2 separate regions of the Muntiacus reevesi genome follow, and region 2 is linked to region 1. The links are chromatin contacts, called in public Hi-C maps. All regions are on one chromosome and are shown on one strand. The core of a region is the stretch at or near the end of the contact, and the rest is flanking DNA. Distances in the headings are between cores, read along the strand shown.

Region 1 (4,606 bases), core at 600-3,099:
CTTTTCAACCCCATAGACTGCAACCCACCAGGCTCCTCAAGCCATGAAATTCTCCAGGCAAGAATACTGGAGTGGGTTGCCATTACCTTCTCCAAGGGATCTTCCCGGTCCAGGGATTGAATCTGGATCTCCTGCATTGCAGGCAGATTCTTTAGCATCTGAGTCACCAGGGGAGCCACTAAGGAGCTTATCTATCTTTATAATTCAAGAACTGCCCCAATTAGCACAATCAAAATTGGAGAAATCTAATAGAGTACTGTAGATGTTTCCAAAACAGAGTACTAAAGATATACATATGCTCTTCTTGTTGTTGTTCCATCACTCAGTCATGTCTAACTCTTTGTGACCCCATGGACTGCAGCATACTGGGCTTCCCTGTCCTTCACTGTCTCCCAGTTTGCTCAGAGTCATGTCCATTGAGTCGGTGATGCCATCCAACCATCTTGTCCTCTATCATCTCCTTCTCCTCCTGCCTTCAATCTTTCCAAGCACCAGGGTTTCTTCTTAAAGAGAGCTAAATGCATGCCAGTCCTTTATAGTTGGCCTTTTCCTTGTTGCTGTATAGTTGGTTTGCTTACAGTGTATCAGTCAGTTGACGCTGGTATATGCTGCAGTGATAACCCAAGTCTCACTGACTTCATAATCTTGAGCCAACAGCAGGGTGTCACTCAGGAGCCTGGGTTTTCAAAGGCTGCCTCTCCTGTCACCTCAGCAGGGGCAAGAGAGGGAGATTCTGCCCTGGGAATTAAATGTCCAAATGACACGTCTCTTCCATTTGCAACTCACTGAGTTGATCACACGGCCCCAACACAGCCCAGGGACGGGAAGTTCAGTCTTCCCTGGGCCCAGGCAAATGATGAGCTGACTTTTGTTTAGCAACCTCATGTCTGCTACACAAGTACTACCTCTCCAGGCAGTGGCAACTCTGTCTTGTTTCTCTGCAGCCCTAGTGCCTTGTAGGCTACCTTGGAGCAGGTGGGCAGGAAGTGTTTATTGTATGAATGTATGATTTTTCCAAGACTTTTCTCCCTAATAAATAAAGAGAAAATGTAATGCATGCCCACTATGTACCAAGATGTTCTGCCTGTGACATCTCATTTAATCCTCTTTTGGGGTAGGAGGTACTGTTAATATCACCATTTTAAAGGTGAGGAAATGTAGGTCTAGAGATTTTAAGTAACCCCAAATTTTCAGCCACAAGTGAGGGAATTGGGATCTCTTAACTCATTACTTTGTTGCCTCTTTAAGATTAGGGTTAGTGTCTTGGAAATTAGAGACAACTTAAAAAGTTAAAATACAAACTTCTATGTAAATAGTCTGTGTGGAAACATACATTTATATAATTTCATGACTATATATATACACAGTCAAGAGTGTATGCGTGAAGGCATGACTTCTGAACACATGACTCAATGTCTATGACATTTTAGTTTTTTATACCACCAACTTACAAGCCTGTAATTAACCCTGTGGGGTAAAAGGATTCATTATCAGAGCCCAGAAAAAGCAGACTGCTCCCTGGGAGGTGCAGACAGGGCTTTGATTGTTGGACAGGGCAGGGAAAGAAAGAGGTGAGGAAGCTGTTTTTCACCGAGTCTGCAGACTGTGGGTTGGGTATTCTGAGCTCCAGGAAATACATCAGGCTTAGAATCACCATACTCCCTCAAAGCGACCACTGGGTCTCACAGTGACCATAAGAGAGGGAGATCCTAGGGGCCTACAAAGGACTAAACGAAGCAGAGTGACTCACTCCTCAGGGGGAAGGGAATCTAGCTTCTCGGGACCTAGCTTCTGTTGTTATTAGAATTATTTATTATTCTATTTATTTACTTTTTAGCACTTCTGGAGGTATTTGTGTGAAGATGATGCGGAGAGAAGAGAGGGAGCAGAAAACAGACCGTGCCATTTAACATCTGTAGAGTCTCACAAGAGAGGAACTGAGTCATAGAGGAGCAATCCCGGTCGGCTTCCCGGAGCAGGGGGCCTCTGGGGACTAAAAGTGAAGGTGGGGGTGTTTGAACTGGCAGTGCGCTCGGACAGGCTACGGGTGTTCACCCGGTAGCCCCCTCTTCTGCCCACCCAGCTCCTGGCAAATGCCCGTCAGACCTAGCGCTCAGTGCCAGCCTGATTGAGAATAAACTTTAAATGGCCACACGCACCACCCTCCTCCCGGCGCGCGGAGTCGCACGCGCATGCGTGCAGCGGGGCGTTCCCACCAGGCCTCTGCGGCGAGGCCACCGTGCCCCAACCCACCCCGGTCCAGACCAGTGCGCAGGCGCGGGAAGTGCGCGCGCCGCTGACGTCACTTCGTGCGGGACTCCGCCGAGGGAGGCGTCGCGGACTGACCGCGTCGCAATGGAGCCGAGGGCGGGTGAGGGGCCGTCCCGGTCACCACCTGAGAAACGCGCGGGGGACACAGAGAGGCCTCATGAGAGTCGGGCAGGGAACGCTGAAGGCTACCTGAGAGACGGGCCAGGGAAGGCTGAGGGGCCACCTGAGTGTCGGGCGGGGGACGCGGAGGGGCCGCCTGAGAGACCGACCGGGGGTCGCGGAGGGGCCGCCTGAGAGACGGACCTGGGGTCGCGGAGGGGCAGCCTGAGAGACGAACCGGGGGTCACGGAGGGGTCACGTGAGGGACGGGCAAGGGGTTGCGGAGGAGTCCCCGGGGATTGGGCAGAGAAACTGCCAGAGACAGAAGGGGGAACATGGACGGGCGGGGTCTTCGAAGGTTCTGAGCGGGGTTGGAACGCTGTCGGTGGAGTAGGTAGAAGAAGAAGTGGGACTGCCTTCTGGGTAGGTGGTGGTGTCCGTTTCCGGACCCCTTTCCCCACCGTGAGAGTTGCCTCCTGTGTCGTCTGCCCCAGGCCCTTAGGAGGCTCGCCCCCAGAGCCCCTGAGCTTCGGTGATTGATTGCAGCATTGCCTGGCAAAGATGGTACTGAGGCTCTCGCTGCCCCATGGTCTATTAAAGCCGAGTTCAAGAAAGGTGAATAAATCCCCTCCTCCGTTACTGCCCGGGCAGCATGGAAACAGCACAGGAAACAGGTGCTGGTAGCTCAGTGGAATGGTAACAAAGACCTTTGGAGACGCCTGCCAAGTGCCAGGACTGCGCTCCGGGCTAGAGGTAGAAGGAGGAGGGAGACCCAGGCTGACCTGACGGGCAGTTACAGAACAGGGTTCATGCATTTCTCACATTAATATATGTCACCTTTTATTATCCTAATTATTTCCCATGTTTTGGTAACTTTCCAAGGGCAGGGACCTGCCCTTTTATTCTCTCCCTCCCCTTGCAATTAGCCCACTGCTTTCTAAATGGGAGTCACTCAGATGTGATGATTAATTGACACTGGAGCAAGGGCCACAATTCCTACAATTCCTGGGTCCCACACAGCGTCCTGCACAGTGCTGGGGGATATTGTTAGACCTCTGAGTTGTTAGTGAAAGTAATGTCATAGCTTTTTTAAAAAATTGTATATTTATTTGGCTGTGCTGGGTCTTCGTTGTTTGCAGGGGGTTTTCTCTAGTTGTGGCAAGTAGGGGCTACTCTCTAGATGCAGGACACAGGCTTCTTTTTAAGGCTGCTTTCCTTGTAGCACACAGGCTGCAGAACGTCCAGGCTTCAGTAATTGTGGCTCCCCTGCTCTAGAGCACAGACTCAATAGTTGTGGCTCCTGGACTTAGTTGTCTCTCAGCATGTGGGATCTTCATGGACCAGGAATTGAACCTGTGTCTCCTGCATTGGCAGGCAGATTCTTTACCAGTGCGCCACCAGGGAATTTGTTTTAATGGTTTCTGTTTTGAAAAAAAAAAACAAAAACAAAAAACTGAGGGTGTTTGGGGTTCCTCAAGAATCAAGGGTCCCAAAGGAGGAATGTCTGTCTCAGCTAACCCTGACAGGAGAAGACGGGTGAACCGGAGAAGGGAGGAGAGGAGGTACAAAGACCCGAAAAAGACAGGGGTACAGAGTGTGTGGGGCCAGGGACCAACATTGGGCCACTTTTTAAATTCATGGTGGGCTTTGCAGCTCATTCCACACTCTGTGTCCAGGGATCCTCAGAGCACTGGAGCAGCATGGGGGGAGACTTCCTGGAGGGGGTGCTGAAGCTGGGCCTTGAAGAGTCAGGGTTTGACTGACAGACAGGGAGTAGAACAGACTTCCAGCAGAGACCAGAAAATGCAGAGCTCCCAGCAGGAAAGAAACAAGCCAAGTCCTGGAAACTGCCTGCATGGCCTTAACCAGGCCGACAGCACTATAATCCTGCATCCTCGAAGATGTTTGTTCCCTAAATACACGTGAATCTGCAGTCTTGATTTCTGCCGTGGTTCAGAAGCACAGCTAGGGTCAAGAGGCACCAGAGTGTTTGCAGTGGGCTCCAGGACGCTCTGGGGTCTACCTGTGAAGGGCCTGGTATGAGTGGTATTCCTAGGGGATCTGTGTCTAGCCTGAGGGCATAAGCACTGGAAACCTTTGGCTCTGGCCCTTAACCTGGTAAAACTACATGTAAAAGTTTAACAAATTATAAAATTGGTGAGGTCTGTAAAGGTATACGTCAGTAGCAAGGTTGGAAACCCCCCTACCATCAGTCAAGGACTGCTTGAGTAAAATT
Region 2 (4,418 bases), core at 841-3,340, 580 kb before region 1:
ATAGTAATGAATGTCATTTCTCAGTAAAAGTACAAAAAAAAAAAGAATCAAGAGTCAGGAGACAAGGGAGAAAAAAAAGGAGTGGTAGTAAATAAAGGTGAAGAAAGAGGAAAGCCCACAAATATAGTATATGCAACATACACAAATGGAGAAAAACTAAGGCATTCCTGCTAGTTTGCCCTCAGGGCCACAGGCACCAGGTATATTCCTTCTAATTCATTATTTTATTGTCATTTATTTTCACTTTTTCTCATTATTCCTCACTTTCCCTACTCTTACTACCTATTCTTCTTCGGGGATTTTTCTTTCTTTCTTTCTTTTTTATGATAGGAAATAAGTTTCTATGTATGCAGCACTAAGTGCTTTGAAATTATTTGTAAAGACAGTGAGAAATACTTAAGAGTCTGATCCCAAAGAATTTCATAATTAGATGGATTAGAGAGAATGAGATTGAGGACCATAGCATTAATCCAAGAAGAGAAATCACAAGGGCAGTGTCAGAGATCTGAAGAAGATACATATATTTTTTCCATTTATTTTTATTAGTTGGAGGCTAATTACTTTACATTCAGGGATTTTTCTAGAAAACCTAAAAGTACTCTAAGCAAAAAGAAAGTTAACTATAGTATTGGGTCCTGAGAAAATGGGCATCTTTCCCATACAAACGTCCCCAGTTAACTTTTAATGCCAGTCAGTAAGGAGAGTAGCCAGGTACAATGGCCAATCTGCTCCAAATACTGCTCCCAGGGCTGCACAAAAACTAATATTCACGAATATTTTAGTTCACAAAGGTCTATATATACAAAATTTCTTAAAAAAAAAAAAAAGAAAAAAGACACCTCTAAGTCTTGCAAACCAGCCAACTGCTTCAAGAGGCTGAAAAAGATATCCTCTTCAGATCAACATGAATTTCATTTTTTGGAGTTTCTCAGGCACAGGAAATAATTATCGATAATGAGATCTACAAAACCATATCCAGGTTCAAATGAATGCTTGCCTTTTTTCCAGACTCCGGGAAACTAGACCAAAGTAGACAGCAGAGATACTGCTGAAGATCGTAAAGAAGATTAGGACTGGAAGGAACGCTGGTCCCGCCCTACTCCACCTGGCCTGAGATAAACAAACAAGCCCTACACAAGGATCTACAAGGAGGCCACGCTGTTATTGCAGCACTGTCTTGCTTTAAAAGGAGCACCAATCACTTCCTTCCCATCGGTTTCGTGCAAGTATTGTGATGGTGTTACTTTCTGTTTCCACCAAACACTAGCATGCTAAGTAGGGACTCCAGCCCGAACTGGGAGAGAACGGATTTGCCGCTGGTGTCAAAGAATGCTGTCGCTAGCCAGTGAGAAGAGCCACCCACCCTCGCGCTTGTACCACAAATAGGACCAAGACGTCGCAGCCACGCAGGGCTGCAGGGGAAGGGGCGGGCGTGAGGACCCCTCTCCGTGGAGGTCCTGACATCTGAAGGGACCATGTGTGACCTAGACGTGCACCCACGGTGCCACCACCTCTGAGAACCCGGCCCGGCCCCGGGTCAGACTCCCCTACAAGGACAGCACGCTTGCGCTCGTCTCGTCGGAGGGCCCGAACACCCCGGGGCTGGGCGCTGACGGCCCCGAGCTCACAGCCCGGCGGCCGCCCGGGCCGAAAGGTGATTCAGCAGCTCCCAGTCAGCGCACCCTCGGCCCCTCGGCCCCTCAGGCCCCCGGGCCCGGCGGCCCTCGGCCCGACAGGCTCCCTGCCTCGACTCCCTCAGCCGCCCGGGCCCGGCCTTCCCGCAGCCCCCACCTCAGCTAGCCTCGGCCCCTCAGCCCCGTAGCCCTCCGCCCACCCGCCCTCTCTGGAGCCCCTTAGCCCGGCTCGGCCCCGCTGCCTCGGCCCCTGAGCCCGCGCCGGCCCTCAGACAGCGTCCGGCCCGCGGCACCCACCGAAGGTTCGGCGCTGTTTGAAGGTTTTCTCGGACGGCATAGCGCTGCAGGCTGGGTGGGGGCGGCGAGTTGGAGGGTCCAGGCGGAGGCGGAGACGGCGACAGCTCCGATGGTGGCGACAGCGACTTCTCTAGTGTCTCCTCAGCCCGCAGCCGCGTCAGGTGACCTGCGCGGCGTCCTGGGAGGCGGGGCCAGGGGCGGGCCGCAGTGGCCGCCATGGCGGGCGTGGCGGAAGCGGGCCGCGCGCAGCGGCCGGGGCGGGCTCGAAGCGCGTGGGTGGTGAGGAGCGCGCCGCGCGCATGCGCAACGGGCCAGGCCAGGGCTCGCGGGAGCGAATGGGCGCGCGGCGACCGGCCACTGCCCGGGGGAGCGCGAGCCGGGAACTTGGCCGTCCCCCGCGGGCATGTGCCCGGCGGACGCGCGCGGTGCTGTTTCCCTGGCTGAGCTGCAGCGGCGCGGCCTCGCTCCTGTTCCCCGTGCCAGTTACGGTGGCCGGCGATGTTTCCACAGGAAAATAAAGGCCTGTTGTGCCCCTGCCTCCTGAGAGCTCACAGCTGGAAGCTGCTGGCTCTTTTCCGTCGGCGGGTTTTTGTGTCTTTGTTTCCGTTGGCTTTCCACGTCAAGGACATCTCAGTTTTCTTTTCTAAGGAAACTGTCAACTGGTAACTTCCAGCACACATTGTCCCAACTGGGAAAAGAGCCAAAATTGCATTATTTCAGGTTATGGTCAGTCGAGTCTGGCTTTGGAGAAAGTCCGTGCCCTGGGCTTGACATCCGGCCTTAGGTGACTTCTGGAGTGGAGGGGGCCCTAGGCATCACCTGCGCTGGCAGGGCGCCGGCCTGTCCGCACCTGGCAGAGTTCACTACCATTCACTGATCTCTGCTCTTCTCTCAAATAGCGAGCCTTACCCATATTCAGTCCTCACAGTCTTTCAATAACTAGCGCAACTACCTTGAATACCTAACCATTTTTCTCAGTCTCAGACTCATTTGTACTATATTTTAGAACTCCAGGTCTTTCCTGAGGAGCAGATGGAAGTGACCTGGTAGAATATAGATCTCTATGAAGCGTTTAGTGAGCAAGTCAGTTATTGCCCACTTCAAACATCTAATAAACAGGTATGTGAATGAACAGTACTTGATTCTTTGACTGTTTTTGCTTTTTAATATTTTTTAATATCTTTTTAATATCTTGGACTTCTCCCCTTTTTTGAGTTTGGAAAAAGCCTTTCTTATAATGTCTGTTGGATAAAGTAATTGGATTGTACTAATGAACATTTATTATACAAACTTACAGAACCTACTAAAACATAGCTCTCAAAAAGGTTCCAGTGCAGCTGGAATTTCTTCCTTTACAGAGAAGCCAAGTCTGTTGTGTAATTACCCCCCACTGCCAGAACAACCATGTTAGTTGTGGCTCTGTACTGTGTCACTGTTCACAAAAGAACACTGTATTGTGCATATGTTACTTTCCCAGGTTCCCCCTGCCCCTTTCTGTCAGAATTCTTTACCTTGAAAAATCTCTGATGAGGTACAGTTAATAAAGAGGACTCAGGGACTTCCTTGGTGGTCCAGTGGCTAAGACTCCATGCTCTCAATACAGGAGGCCTGGGTTCTATTCCTGGATGGGGAGCAAGATCCCACATGCTGGGATCAAATGTTGCAAGATCATGACTCAAAGATACTGCCCGCTACAACTAAGAAGTGGCATAGCCAAATAAAATTAGCAAATAAATTTTTAAAAAACAAGACTATATAGAATCACATTAAGAAATAAAGAGGACTTAAACATTCTATCTGGTTTCCAAAGGAAGGTTTTAAGTTCCATGAGCATTCTTAGTATTTTTGTATTTATTCTGCAAAGATTGGGATGGGGGGAATTCAGTAAGAGTACCCACCTTCTGCCAAACACAAAATGATCAGTTTCGAAGTCTCCATGAGAGTGTGGACAGTGTATTGCTTTCTTTTCTGGGTTTTTATGATATTGAGTATTGACTGCTGAGTACTTTTTTGGCTTAATTGCTACCTTGTAAGAAATGGACTTTTTGTTCCCTTGCTGGACAACTGCTCCCAGTGCAAGAAGAGTGAAAAAAAAATCGATATCAGGCATATGGAACTGGGGGGAGGGTAAGAAGGGTTTCATATTTTCTAGTCCCTTAGGCATCCATAAAGCTTTACCAAATTACCTCAAGCTTTGGGTTCACTGCCCCAGGGATTACCACAAGGGCTATTACAGTGATGGGACAGGATTACTCTATGATTTTTCAAGTACTGAAGTCCATATTAACAGTGATTGGTATGGTCTTATCTTAAATTCCTACTTGAATTTAAAAGCACACAACCCCATAGGTATCTCAGAAAATCATTTAAAGCAGTTGGTGTGTAAAGTTACCTCATGAGCCTGAAAGAAAAGCATATTGAAATAAATTATATTTAAAGTTGACTAATTTGTTATATGCAAACAAATATCAACTAAGAAGTACTGTA

Evidence for each region. A called contact is a pair of places that touch in the nucleus more often than the background predicts.
Region 2: a contact with region 1 is called in a Hi-C map of muscle, with 8 times the contacts expected there. The contact joins the promoter of MAP1LC3B here to the promoter of MTHFSD in region 1. A contact is called at or near these places in 2 of 3 Hi-C or Micro-C datasets (blood and muscle).

Annotation. Positions count from the first base shown.
Region 1 is chr2:225,772,899-225,777,504 of mMunRee1.1, reverse strand. MTHFSD (methenyltetrahydrofolate synthetase domain containing) reads left to right here and starts at 1,849. Exons shown (of 8, transcript XM_065925155.1): 1 at 1,849-2,005.
Region 2 is chr2:226,352,044-226,356,461 of mMunRee1.1, reverse strand. It overlaps MAP1LC3B (microtubule associated protein 1 light chain 3 beta), which reads right to left and starts at 2,090. Exons shown (of 4, transcript XM_065925164.1): 1 at 1,932-2,090. The coding sequence starts at 1,971.